Linked DNA regions of Rattus norvegicus: region 2 is linked to region 1. A link is a contact called in public Hi-C data. All regions are on one chromosome and are shown on one strand. Each heading gives the region's core, a stretch centred on a gene start, on an enhancer-like site or on the middle of the called end of the contact. The rest is flanking DNA. Distances are from core to core; before and after follow the strand shown.

Region 1 (7,476 bases), core at 2,030-4,529:
TCACCTTTGATGGATCCTTCCACAAAGCCATTACACTCATTTCAGAGCTCTTTGATTAACGCCCCTTGAGTAAGTCATCTACCAACAGCTAAGATCCTAACCCACCGTGTACCTGGGTTATTTTTCCTCTTTTCCCCTCTATACATTACAAATAATATATATAATTTATGTAAATAAATTGTGTGTGCATGCATGCATGTGTGTGTGTGTGTGTGTGTGTGTGTGTGTGTGTGTGTGTGTGTGCATTCAGTACAGAAAAGCATGACCCCAGAAAAGGAATAAAGTGGACTGGGAAGGTAGCTCAGCTGGTAGAGTGCTACCCTGGATCTGATCCCAAAAGGTATATAAACTCGGTGTGGTAGCACGTAGCTGGAATCCCAGCATTTGGCAGGAAGAGGCAACAGGAGGATAGGAAGCTCAAGGTCATCTTTACTGTACACTGGGTTTGAAGCTAGGCTGGACTCAATGACACATCGTTTCAAAACAAGAGGGTGGGGGAGGGGAGAGAGAGAAATTATCTTAACCCCTAGGTGACATAATATTTTAATACATAGCATTCCATATTTTATTCCTTGTGTATAAATGCATGCAATGCAGACTTTTAAAGATAGCAGTAGAAGTACCATTATCTTTTAAAACTTGAAGTGGTCTTTTTGCTGAGATTGGAAATAGGAAGAAGTTAATGGTTTCAAAGGCAAGAGAAAAAAATTACCTTGTAGAACGACTGTTACAAGTATAGCCACCCCCCCTTTTTTCAAAACAATTACAAAATAATCAGTTTTAGAGATCTCTTATAAACAAGTGACTAAACTTTCAAGCCAAGTAAAGTAAATGTGGAGAATACTTTGGGACTTAGGTGGCTTTCAGTGAACTTTGACACTCTCAGAGAGAACACAGGGGACAAGCGCAGCCAGAACACTGGCTGAAACTCCTTCTACCCAGAGGCCTTTTGCTCACTCTAGAGGGCGATGCAGCATTTCCCCTAAGTACTTCATTTTGAAAGAATTTTTAAAAAGTTTCCAAGTCTTGCTGAGTATTTTAAGAACAAGAAAGCTATGCATTGTCCTGGCCGAATGACCCCTGAGTCAGCCAAAGACCATGGATCTATGGAGAATTATCCCTCACATGACTGAACCCAGGCACGGACACTGTTCATGCTCTGTTAGTTCAACAAGTGCGATGAGTAGGAAGACCACTGAAGAAACAAGCATGACCCTGAGAGCCCTCGTGGATGGCCCAGTCACTTAGAATGACCTAAAACAACAAAGTGTTCATCTAGCAAAAACTAGGAAATACTAGTGCAAACTGTCTTGGTTCGGGTATGAAATGTCCCCTCAAAAGGCTCACACAACTCAAAGCGTGGTAATACCCAACTTTAATCCCAGTATTGAAGAGGCAGGGACAGACTGGTTTACATAGCAAGTTCCAAGACAGCCAGGGTTATTTAATGAAACTCTGTCTCAAACAACAACAACAACCACAACAAGACTTCCATGTTGAAGGCTTGACTCCTCAGGAGGCAGTGTTGAGAGCTAGGGCACGTGTGGTATGCACTCACAGGCTGTGTGTGGGTACACAAGAGTGTGAAGGCCTGGCGTTAATGTTGGCTGTCCTCCTTGATTGATCTCCATCTTTTGAGACAGGGTCTCTCAGTGAACCTGGAGCTCACCTATTCAGCTGGAATAACTGCCACCAAGTTCCAAGGACCCTCTTGCTTCTTCCTACTTCCGGGATTTAAGTAAAGGCTGCTGTGCCTCAGCTGCTGCTGCTTCTGCTTCTTCTTTCTTCTCCTCCTCCCTTCTGCTCCTTCTTCCTTCGTTTTCTTCCTCCTCTTCTCCTTCCCCTCCTTCTCCTCCTTCCCCTCCTCCTTCTCCTCTTTCCCCTCCTCTTCTTCTTCCTCCTTCCATGTGGGTGCCAGGGAGTTTGAACTCAGGTTCTTATGCTTGCATTGCAAGTACTGTACTGAGCCATCTCCCCAGCCTCAGAGATGAGACTTCTGGGGAGAGACAATGTCATGAGGGCGCTGCCTGTGTCTACAGATTCATCTATTAATGGATTTATGGATTTATAATTTTCTGGCATTATTTGGAATAGGTAGGGGGTATAAGTGGAGGAAGTGGACCAGGGGGATATGCCTTTGGAAGCAATCAATGTCTTGTCCCCAACTCTTCTTCTTATCTACTCCTGACCAGGGGCAGCGGGTAGTGACAAAAACTAGTAACACGGGACTCTGTGTGTGGAGGCCCTGTAGTTGGAAGGAGTTAAAACATTTAATGAGAACGCACTGGAGGGCAAGTCTGGTGCCAGAAGCCTCAGTAATTCTAGCTCGACAGAGTACATTTCCGTCACTACAGTTGGGAGGGAAGCACGGGAGAGGGCATGTATAGAGGAGCTGCAGGAGTGGGAGTGGGGACGAATTTGATCAAGATACATTGTATTTACGTATGACATTTTCAAGTAATAATCCTTTCAAAGAAAGAAAAAAGTTGCTGCAGTTTATAAAGGTCATAGTTGGATCTTTGGAGAGAGCTGGGAATCTACTGTGGGGCAGTGGGTGCCTTCCTCAGCCTCCTGCCTCTAGGCTCCCTCCATGTTCTTAACTGGCCCAAAGCACTTACTCAAATGACCCGGACACTGTAGCTAGTAATACTGGGCTAGCACTGTAGCTAGTAATACTGGGCTAGCACTGTAGCTAGTAATCCTGGGCTAGCACTGCACTTCTATTATCTTGCTGGCTTTCAGAACGAAGGCATAATTAAGAGGGATGTTGGGGAACATTCACACTGCACCCCTAGAGGTGAAATTATTGGACCCAGGCAACGTTTCCTGGCCATTACTCGGCGAGCAGCTCTGTCCCACTATGCCCTTGCCAGCCTCTGCCTTGTCTTAGACTTAAAAGCAGTGACTCTAGGCTGAGCTCTCTTGAGCCCACATCCATTTTCTCTTTTGAAAGCTTATTTTCTTGGGTCTTCTTCTTTCTTCAAAATAATGGAAAGTCTAACACAGAAACGTTGGGAGGCACCCAGAGTCCCAGCATTCATGCAGTCTGGTGTCTTCACTTTCTCTGTCAACGGTGCTCACCAGTCTTCTTGCACTGTTAGTGACTCTGCTTTGGGGAGTGATGGGAAATATAGATTTTTCACCTTTTGCTAATAGTCTCTGGTCTCCTGAATTCAATTTTCTCAAGCACTGGCATTGATTTTACAGTAACGCCTGTGGGATTTCTTCTGGCAGGCCTCATCTCTCTGACTCAGCCACCACCTTCGCACAGCTCTGAAAGTGTTGGCTGGGACTGAGCCTACTTCTTTGGCCTGGGTTTCTGCAGTTGCAAAGGGACCTGTCAACACAGACAGACACTTGACTCTTTCACCTACATGGTCCTTGTAAATGTTGTCTAGAGATAGTCTCGCCTTTTTCCAGTTCCCAGAATCGTATGACTATTAGAATTTTAAAAGGCCTAAGAGACACCCAGGCAGCCAGCAGTGATTACAGTGCAGGGCTATTCCAGCTCAGAGGCATCTGGGATATCTGAGCGACACATGAATCATTCTGACTCAGCCTCTGTTCAGACCTCCCTATTCCAAGGTTGGTACTCTCAGAAGCACACATCCTCTGCAGATGCAACTTGGCAAGCCTGGGATGAGGGTGTCACTTCCTAACTTAATACTTCCTAACTCAGATTGCATCCTACACCCCACATCCGCCCATCCTTCCAGTCACCATGTCAACAGATAGTGTGCGATCTCTGTTGCAGCAGAATGAACCAGGCAAAAATCTAGGAAGCACTTGGGGAATAGCAACGTGCTGTGTCGTCCTCCTTAAGAACTGTGAGTTACATTCTGATGTTACCAAGGTGGACTTTCACTGGTTTCATGCCAAAGAACAGACACCAATTTCACTTAGACATGTTAAACTTTGGGTCCCTTCTTCAAGTAGCATGGTGTTACAAATCACACCTAGACACAGAGCACAGAGAACTAGACCCCATCAGGAACACCCAGAGGGACTTTGCTTTAGCTTCTCGTCCTGCGTGAACATACCACCCCTGCATCACACTCTCCCCTCCAAGATGAACTGTACCCTCAAAATTCAAGGGAAATAAACTCCTCGACCCTTAAGCTGCTTTCGCTGTACATTCATCTGCATGCAGGATGGGCACTTGATTGCGTGGATTTTATTACTTTCTCCAAAGGACAATCAGAAAACTCTCCTATGACCTACCACAGAGAACAGGGGTGGCGCCTTCACTGCCTTTGCAATTTTCTAAAATGGTAAAGCACTACATTTTGGGACAGCATGTGTGGTGGTTTCAATATGCTTGGCCCATGGGAATTAGCACTATTAGGAGGTGTGGCCTTGTTGGAGGGGGTGTGTCACTGTGGGGATGGACTTTGAGGTCTCCATCCAGTGTGGAATTCCAGTCTTCTCCTGATCAAGATATCTAACCCTCGGCTCCTTCTCCAGCATCACGTCTGTCTGGAAGCCAGGCTTCCCACTATGACAATAAAGGACTAAACTTCTGAAACTGTAAATGTTGTCCTTTATAAGAGTTGCCTCGGTCATGGGGTCTCTTCACAGCCATGAAACCCTAAGATAAAAATTTATACATTGGATGCTTCCATTCACGTAAACTGTCCATGATGGGTAAATCTGTAAAGACGGAATGCAGACTCCCAGTTCCCGGGTGCCAAGAGTGGGAAGTGGAGCAAGCTTTAATCTTAACACTGGGAGGCAAAGGCGGGACAATCAGAGACTTCAAGGCTAGGCTGAGTCCGTAGTGAGACCCTTTCAGAAAGAAAGATACAGACAGGGAGGGAGGGAGAGGGAAGCAGCATTGTTTAATGATAATGGAGTTCAAAATCTATGCGTAAAAACATCTTGGTAGATATGGTAACTACAGCACGTCAAATAAACCAGCTGCCACTGAATTACTCACTTTGAGTAGTCACTGCTTTGAGATGGTTGGTTTTAATCACGCCGTAGTTTTTGGTTTAGAAGAGTTACGTTTAGGTTGTGTGGCAAGCATCTAAACTTTAAAAAAAGAAACTGGAACTTGAACAACTGTGTGTTGCCTCAGAGCTCCTTTCCAGGATGGCGAGACGCTGTTAGCTCACCCCCAGGCCTCTGTGACTCAAGTCCAGACTTCGGCATTCTACACCAACATGGCAAAGCTTTTACTAGATCTAACAAGATGCTTCAGTTCCCAGGACTGTTATGGGTGAAGAAGAGAATCAACTCCTACAAAATGTCCTCTGACTCCCACATGTGCACCGTGGCATGCACCCACCCAGGACAAATTAGCAAACAAGGCTTGAAAGAACACATTCACACCACACTTTCAAAAGCCATTCAGTTATCTCCTCCACCGAGATGCCATGGCCCATTCACCTCATCATCATGTCAATTTTTGTGAGACAGGGATGGAGATCAGACACACAATTGCGGGAGTCATATACTGGGAAAGGAAGCATTAGAGAAAACATCAGGAGCCCCACACACAGTGTTAGGGAAGCCAGCTTAGAACTGAGACGGAAATACTGCTCCTCATCTGAGTACCTCAGCGGGCAGACTCACAGAGCAGCATGGCTGCACTCTGTAAAACACTGTGCCGAGGGCAGGAATTCTGGGAAAGAAAAGTATGGCATTGCATTAAAGGGACAATTATTCTGCCTGTCTCTTTAGCATGGCTTAAGGTAAACCCTCTTTTCTAGGAGCAATCCCTGTTTTCAGAGGAGTAATGCCTACGTCAGATGGCTGATGCGCCCACCTGGAACATCAATCTCAATGCAGGCCAGAGATTCTAGTCTGCTGACCAGAAGGAATTTCTCCTTAACGGGTCTTCACTGGCACGATAAGAACAGGCTTAACAGTCACCATACTGGCGGGAAAAATCTACTGTGATGCTGCAACCTTCCATACAGTCCTTCATGCTGTGGTGACCCCCCGACCTTAAAATGATTCTTGTTGCTACTTCATAACTATAACTTTGCTCCTGTCATGAATCGTAATGTAAATACCTGTGTTTTCCGATGGTCTTAGGTGACCCCTGTGAAAGGGTCACTAAAACTCCCAAAGGGGCGGAGACTCACAGGTTGAAAAACACTGCTCTAAAGAGAAATACTCATGCTGTTCCTTTTCGGATAACTAGCCCCAAGAAATTAGACTTCTCCCTGGAGTCTCATGCTGGGGTAGGGAGGGTGCGTGTGAGGCTGGGCTTCTCTAAAAGAAATTGTATGCAGCTCTCACAACTTTGTCAGACCACATCACAAGACGGATTAGAGCCGATGTAATGGTGGGTCAATAATGGGTGGGGTCACACCTTGATCAGGACTGCCTAATTATGCAGGCCTTTTGCCCTCCGTTTAAATCTAACCCTTAAGTCAGAAGCCTGAATGAAGCTGGTCTGGGGAACATGGGTCCACAGCATCTCCTTACCCACACTGAGTAGATCTCCTTTCATAGTTTTTGATCACGACTTGTCTCTTCAAATAGCATAATTAGCACTCGAGGACAGGTGGCTGAGCCTAGATCGTGAGGTTTGCCAGAACCCGGGCTCTGACCAGAACAACTCCCGTGCACCTAAAACTATCTGTATCTGAAGTTCTGGACTTCTCAGATGAGCCAATGGGCTAACGGATTAATTACCTTGGCATGTGTGTATGTAAGTGAATTCGAATTGATTTTTTTTTATCATTACAATTCCATGAGAAGGATCAATGGCTAATAGCATCTATTAGATTGAGCTCAGGCTATAAATCCCCAAGCCAATTTAGGATTTATCCTCTTGCCATTCAACAATTCCCTTGTCTTCCCCAGCGTCACTGACTGTAGTAATTTGCCTGACCTGTAGCTTTGATGCTATGTTAAGTATAACTCGTAATTCGTAACTTGAGTAGATGAACGGCACGGAGAGCACATTAACGCTTCTGACCCCATAATGTCCTCTCTTAAATGGGTTATGCACGTGTAGCACTGCTGCGGAACATCTGTACTGTGTATTTAAGCTCTGTAATGAAATGGCCGGGCGCTCATTGTTTATTTATGGGATGCAGACAGCCTCGTTCAGTCCTAACTCACTCCCCAGTCACTGTTTTGCAGGCTAGAAGGCTCGAATAACTGCAAAAGAAACGTTTGCTGCCTCAGATGGCGCTATTAAAAGAGAATTGTTCCCAAAGAGACGCTTATCTCCCGGTGGGGGAGGGGCCGCTAAATCACTATAAATTATGAAAAGGAGAATGGCAAGTGTGCCATGCTCTCTCTCTTTTGGAGGCATTGTTTTATTACAACTGTCAACTCGAGCACACACCTATTTTGAAAAGCTTTTTACAGCTTTGAATTAAGGACCAATGGAGGCATAAGAGGCTGCCTAATTAGAGCGGCTAACAAGAGCTCCGCTCTGCAACTAAAGACAGGGTTGCACGGTGACTGATTCACAAATGGCACCAGCTAGGGGTCGGGGCTGTGCAGAGGGTGAGA
Region 2 (7,476 bases), core at 3,496-5,995, 48 kb before region 1:
TGATTTGTTATAACAGATGACTGTTTCTGTGCTGTTGAGCTTCTCTTTTTGTCAGCAAATCACTATTCTTTCTTCACGCGAAATCCTCGGCTCTTCTTTTAGGTCTATCCCAATTTTATATTTTCCATATTTTAACACCGCACAGCGAAGCTTAACTAAGTACCAGCAGGTGGAGACACTGAGAACACGCGCACATCCCAAGGGGCTGGCCGGGCACCAAAGCACTTATTGAAAGGAACAGGGGGTGGGAGGGAATCCGGCTTTTTGCGGAGGGTGGGATACTTCCTTCTCCTTTGGGGGGAAGGAGAGGAATGCAACAGATCTCCAGATAATCCCCGATTCCCCTCAAGCCGCCGCAGCAGGCATTCCCAAGGCTGCCAGAAGCTCTATACAGAAGAGCAAGTTTGGCGGGAAGTACGTGAAATAGACTCTGCAGGCTCAAGGGTCCAGCTGGGCTCTTTTCGGCAAAGCACACGCATCAAGGTCGAGGGATTGTAGTGTTTCCTAGCAACAGCAGGACTGTACTCTCATACTGTGGAGGAGGTGCAAGCACACAATCCCTTTAAGAACGGTACCTACCTCTGCACACGGGCCAGAATGTGACTCTCTCTCTCTCTCTCTCTCTCTCTCTCTCTCTCTCTCTCTCTCTCACACACACACACACACACACACACACACACACACACACACGCGCGCGCACACACACACGCACACACACACTCACAAATGTAATTGCAAATGTTTTAGGGTGCATTAAACTTGCAAGCCATTACTAGGTCGCTGGCTAAAAGGTGTGGTTAAAAGGGGCAGGAAGATGTATTACAGTATTGTCTAGTCCCAAGGCAGCGAAGGGGCAGGAAAGAGAAACCCCAGGTAGATCCCAGGGGCTTCAGCTACCTGCTCCTTTAGGAAAGGAAGTCTCCCACTATCAGCTTGAGAGTCCCAGAAACAGACAGGGAAACTGAAGATGCTGCTTGGAAACCTGGGAATCAAGAGGCTCTTCAAGCTTCCTTACTCTTCTGTTTCATAGTGAGGGCTGCAGATGATGGCGACCCTAAGTTTCTGTGTCAAAATATTCAGCTTGGTACTACTAAAGTGAAGATCTGCATCATTAGAGGGACAAACGGGAACTTCCCTGGTTTCCACAAAGCCAAGCCATCCCCTCCACTCTACAGCCATAGAGGCTTAACTCTCCAGGGAAGAGAAACTTCATTGGCCCCCTGGGAACAGCTACCTAATAAAGGCAAAAGACACAATGAAGCCCATTGGCTGGGGTTTGCAAGCCTAAGGGCTCTTCATTCTCATTGGTGGCCCACTGTGGAGCTTTGTCAAGACTCTGCCTGGCAAGTAGAACAAGCTTTGGGCCACACTCCTGGCATGTAGATTGAAAATTAGGCTGCCAGTGTTCATCTGATGTTTATCTCTGCCTGATGTTGACAACTTGAAGAATTTTTGTTCAACTCCCGCTTTCAAGTGTTTTGGCATCGTTGCTCAGGCAACCCTGAGATCTAAGCATCATCCCAAACTGAGTTAGGGACAATTTACTGACCATTAACAGTGGATTGATTCTGCAAGCCTCATAGGATTATCTATCTAGATTAAGATGGTTGTCTCAGCACAGTGGTAAACATTTTCATTCTTCATGCAATGTGCATGTTTTATTTTGTTGTCTTTTTCAAGATTGGACACACCCTTGTGTTGAAATAAGCCCAGCTTGGTCTACTATAGTGTAATGATAACTATTGAGTGTCAGTGTGACAGGATCGAGCATTACTGAAGGGAGCATCCTCTGAACGCGTCTTTGAGGGATTATCCAGACCAGGTTAGTTGATTTAGGATGACTTGTCCTAAACGCAGTGGCACTAGTTCATCCGCTGGAATCCCAAGCTGAGTAAAAGCGACAGTCAGGTGAGCATCAGCACTTTTCTCCCTCTGCTTTCTGGCTCTGGGAGCAATGTAACCAATTGCCTCATGCCCCTACCACCTTGACTTCCTGTCATTCTGTACTAACTTCAAACCAGGATACCAAATAAACCCTCACTTAAGTTTCTTTTATCAGAGCAATGTTATGAAAGAGCTGACATCTATTCACCACACACACACACACACACACACACACACACACACACACACATACACACACACACGCACACACAATTCCTCTCCTATGGTGTCCTGTGAGCTGTCAATTCCCGTGCAGACGATGGCATTAGTCTTCACAACTGACTTAATTTTTGGAAGTTGTCTGAATTTCGAGGGTGAGTTAACTGGGATGGGATTTTAAATTTTGAGCAAGAACATTTAGGTCAAGGATGTCAATGGAACTCTCTAACGGGATGGCTGAAGAGTATGCAGGAGGCATCAGCATCAGAATAATTCAGTGACAAAAGGGAATGCCCAGTGACGGTTTGGCTACCAGACAAAATGATGAGTCATTGTACACAAAAGGTCTCAATTCTGCCAGGTAAGATGGCGGTGTACACCTTTAATCCTCGCCCTGGGGAGGCAGAAGCAGGTGGACCTCTGTGAGTTTGAGGCCACCTAGATCTACACAGCAAGTTCTAGGCCAGCCACTTAGTGAGGTCCCATCTTAAAAAAGAAAAAGAAAAGTCCTATTCTAATTTTACACTTTTGGCACAGAACTTACACAAAAAAATATATATAGTAAAGGATATATTCTCTTTGCATGCATTAAGGCATATAGAAATATACAAACATAAGTAATAATATAAAGTACAATGTTAACATATAGTTCTTAGTATATTTAATAAAACACTATATGTCATGCTGCATTTGTTGTATTAATGAACTACACGGCTTTAAAAATACTTAAAGAGAAGGTCAAACATTGTATCAGAAATCCTGGACTGAGAACAAAAAATATGTCAAGTACTATCTTTAATTAAAGTAATTCTTTTCCTAGAGGACAGGAAGTTTCAAACTGCCCAGATATATTTCTATGAGAATTCATCTTATTAATTAAAAGCTCCAAAAAGGTCAGTCCAAATGCATATGCATTACGAGCCAAAGAGATTTACATATTTTGTCAATTCGCTGGCATTTTAAGAATAAAGGGTGGATTAAGACTGTGTCCAGGTGCTTCTTTCCTGTGAGAAATGTGCCTTTGATGTGTGCCTTGTTTAGGTGTGCGTTGTTCGTCTCTGAGCAAGACTTTAAAAGTCAGGTCTGACCTGAGCTCGGTGATGCTCTCAGTTTCTTCTCATTGCTGTTTCCTAGCTCCACTCATCTGTGCTGTATTAGTTCAGCCTTGTTCTTGTTTGAGAACAGCATCAACTGACTGGCTTCAACAACTGGCGTTTGTCACTCATTGTTCTGGAGACTAGCATCCTTGTTTCCTGATGACTCGAATGGTTGCCTGCTCCTTCTGACATGCCTTCTCCACCTCTGTGAACTCTGGATCTATAAACCAAAATACTCTTTCTTCCCCAAGATGCTCTTGGTGATAGTGTCCCAACACAATAATAAAAAAGTAGTTAATACAGTTAATTTGAGGGTCAGGTTCAGAGTCAGTGTGTGGGAGTAAAAAAGCAGAGGTCATGCGTGGGTCAGTGGATGGATGAAGTTCATGTCCAGAGTTAAGTTTAGGATCAGGGTCAAGGTGACAGTGACAGCCCGGATATGGCAAATGTTAAGGAAGAAGGAAAGGGTGAAGATATGAGTGAGAATAAGAAATCAAACCGAGATCAAAGGCTTTGTAAGATGCAAACTAATGGAGGGCAAGACTAGCCTATGATGTTGCACGTGATCAGAGTGACTATCAAGGATGAAGTGACGATTGATGTGTGAGATGGTCAGAGAAAGCATAACATGGGTAGCACAGGGTCAGGGTCAAGATGCAGGTAATAGTGAGCGCCAGAGTCACAGACACGGGGAATGAAATGGTGAAGCTTGCTAAGGGTCACAGTGAGTGTGTGGGTCAAGACAGGGTCAGTTTGTTGATTATCAGTACTGTCCGTTTGGGGAATATGGTAAGAGTAAAAATAAAAGTTAAAATTCATGATCAAATCTAGGGTTTTGATCCACATAAGAGTGATGTCAAGATCATGTTCAGGGACATCATGATGGTCATCTTTATGTCAGGCTAGAGTCGTTTAGGAAGAAGATCCAGGAAAGAGTGGTCAGAGCGTGGGTGAGGGGTAAGTGTGAGAGTGAGGTTTGCCAGCATCTTGGGGTAATCTGTTATGTGGAATAATTACAGATGCTATGTCTTATGGGAATATGATCTACATTCACAGGAAGCTAACAGCTGCTGCACAATCTTCCATATCACTCCTCCAATCCACTACTTTAGCTCTTGAAATAATCACCAAAGCACCACAGACTGTTATGAAGTCAGGAGGGCAGGGGAGATCTGGGTTTGTATTCCTTCAGCCTCCCCAGGGACATCCTTCAGGCCAATGCCATTGGTGGGTGGCAGCTTTCATGGACACATTTCATTTTCTATCTTTGGAACAAAGAATGACGTGGCAATTCTCTGGGTTCCCTCCTTGATATGATCTCACTGAGGGTGAAGGGAGAGCTGGGCCTGGCACATCTGGTTACAACATTAGATCTGAAACTCCTCTCTCTTCCAGTTGCGTGATCAGTAAACCAGGAGAGCTGGACTGGATAGGCTTCTCACACTCTATGGGGATGTATTAAAACCTTTTAGGCCTTGCTTCTATTATCCATAGGACAGTGTTTCTCAGTTATTAAAATTTCACACTTGGGGATCCTGAGATAGATCAGAGAACCCAAGTTCCTCCCACAGAACCCAACTTAAAGGGGGAAGGGGTATTGATCGAGTGAGTGAGTGAGGAGTGAGTGAGGAGTGAGTGAGTGAGTGAGTGAGTGAGTGAGTGGATTGTGTAAACAGGCATCTTTGCAATCCCAGCACTGGGGAGGTGGAAACAGGATCCCTGGAGCTTGTTGGCCAGCTAGCCTAGCCCACTTAGCAACTTCCAGGCCAGAGAGACCTTGTCTTAAACAAAAAAGGAAAGCCGCCTAAGAAAAGACACTCAAGGTTGTCCTTTGCTGGCCCCCAAATACATGTAAAATCCATGTCTCTAATCACCTCACCTCTAATAATTTAGTCTCCTTCCTGTCTGTCCCTTTGGGAATCACTGCAACTCTCATATAGCATCAGAGATCAGAGAGCATCTGCACTGCATTACTTTTTCCCAGTTTGTAGGAAGAGCCTAAGAGAGTGGTTTTGACATTTCGCCAAATATCAAAAACGGCAATCTGAAATCTGTTCCTTTAAGCAGTACCCTCCCCATCCACAGAAGACCCCACAAAGCATTCTCAGGCTGTCATTTTCAGGCCTTCCTCACTTCCCCTTAGGAAAACGTGCTCTCAAATCATCTGAAGATATTGATTATCTGCACCATCGCGGACTCTTCTTTCTTTGTGTCCTGGCTGCCTGTGCTTGGTGTCAGTTCACAGATAAGAAAGGCAGAGTGCTGTTAAGGATCTATTTATACTATGTCCTTGAAAGCTGAGGCCTGGCTTCCTTAAGAGAAAAGGCTGTCAGGTATGGAGATGAGACACAGAGTGGTCACCCCAGTGAGAACGTCAGTGCTGGATACAGAGGCACGGGATGCTGCTTTCCTAGGCAGGCTAATATGGAAGTCCGCAGAAAACAAAGGAAAAGAAACAGAGTTCTGGGAAGGAAAGAGAAGTTTTTGTGAAAACATGACAGAAACTCAGTATGTGTTGGGGGAGGGAGATGACAAAAAGAAAGGAGGGGAGGGGGAACCAGAGAGAATACCAATGTACCATAGACTTGGAGCCAGGGGATGTTTACATGAAGCTTGGCCCCATCTTTATTAGAAATTTGAGCTTGGCCTAACTGCTTGATATCTCAGAATTTTGATCCCCGCCCCCCCCCCCCCCCGCCTTGAGTGGGTATCATATATCCTTCTCCACTAATTTCATCAGATTGCTCTAAAAATCCAATTTAAGAATGGCCATGGAAACACTTGCCAAGCTGAAAATACTGTACACAAACAAGGCCCTCGGTGTCTGGGTGTCTGTCACAGCTAGCCATCTAGAGTTCTATCTGTGAGTCTGTACACATGCTCGACACAGAGGGAGCAGTCTGCCTCATGGCAAACCTGCTAGCAATCTGCCATTCCTCTTCTGCAGAAGAGGAGACATAAATAGAGTAATAATTTGCTGGAGGTCACTCAACTAGTTAGTGGACTTTGAACCAGGCCTGCCTAAATCCAGCAGCCAATTCTTTCCAGCGTTTCCTGAGTCTTAATGTATACGTAATGGTGTTCCAATATTTCTGTGTAGTAAGATCTGCCTTCCAGTGATAATCGGCACTGTGTTGGTGGGCCAGATCTGCCAACACCAATGCCAAAGACCGGAGGCTGAACATTTGAGAAGAAGGTGGCAGCGGGGTTGGTTTCTGAGGAGCACACACTTCCTGGCTCCTTGCGTCTCACATGCTTTCCCCCTCCCTGTACAAGCACATGCCTTAGGGCCTTTTTTTCCACTATCGGCATTAGTCTTGGATTACAGCTCCACCATTATGGCCACATTAATTGTCATTGCTTTCCTTAAGGTCCCCATCTCCAGAACTGGCCACACAGGGCCTAGCTCTTTGCACAAATCTGAAGGAGAACAGGGGTTCAGCCCACAGCAGGCATGTAATAGACAAATGTCCAAAAAAGATTTATTTTAAGAATCTTTGTTCCCTTTTTTCTCCCCAGAAAGGCATTTCTAAAATCTTATCAGGTTAGTAATAGCTTCTGCAGCAGAAAAAAAAAATTCAACTCTTGAGTCCTCCCTACATGACGGCTTTCCCATGATGCCAGGGACCACTGACATAATGGAAAGGCACCAGGCTTGTGCAAAGCCTTTCAAGGCTCCTTCTCCCTCCTTCCCGCTCAGGAGCACTCAGAAGTGAAGAGGGCCGTCTCCCTTCCCTTCTTGCCAGGCAGTCATTCCTACTTAGAGTTTTTGGTGCTGGCAGACCAAAAGTTTGAAAACCACTCGTGCCCTTTGCAGCTCTTCGTCCCTTCACCTGGACCATTAAGAACTATTTGTTATTCCTGGTTCCCCATGGGTGGAGTGGGGTGTTAGAGGCAACAAACAGGGGGAAATGACTCACAGCATGCAAAACCTCAACTCTTGTTTGAGAAGGCTGTGAGGCTGGCGAATTGTACACTGTTTTGTGTTCATGGCTGCCCCTTAGTAAGCCTCCCTCTCCATCTGTTCTGGAACCCAAAGAAAGAGTTTTATGTTGACTTTCTCCTTGGACCCATCCACAGAGATGCTGATTAGTTTGAGGACAAAGAGGAAAAGGCCAGAAGCGTTTGTTGCCTGGATGCCAGGGGCCATTAAAGGGCTTCACCATTCATCTCTCTACTCCAGTCGCACGTGATAAATTACGGGCATCGGCCCATCTAACGGTGATGGACTTCAGAACCTATGAGCCATATGCTCACGGCACTGCTTTGTGCAAAT

Evidence for each region. A called contact is a pair of places that touch in the nucleus more often than the background predicts.
Region 2: a Hi-C map of kidney shows a contact between it and region 1, with 2.7 times the contacts expected there. The contact joins two enhancer-like sites. A contact is called at or near these places in 4 of 12 Hi-C or Micro-C datasets (the A7r5 cell line, the Rat2 cell line, Schwann cells and 1 more).

What each region holds. Positions count from the first base shown.
Region 1 is chr4:128,496,579-128,504,054 of GRCr8, reverse strand. No RefSeq gene overlaps it. Among named protein-coding and RNA genes, the nearest start is that of Slc25a26, 93 kb to the left of the region's middle. Within about 2 kb of position 3,279, at least 23 of the 93 cell types and tissues checked have an H3K27ac peak or open chromatin away from gene starts, as enhancers often do.
Region 2 is chr4:128,546,525-128,554,000 of GRCr8, reverse strand. LOC120102171 (a long non-coding RNA gene) reads right to left here and starts at 1,183. Exons shown (of 4, transcript XR_005503339.2): 1 at 898-1,183. Within about 2 kb of position 4,745, at least 1 of the 93 cell types and tissues checked has an H3K27ac peak or open chromatin away from gene starts, as enhancers often do.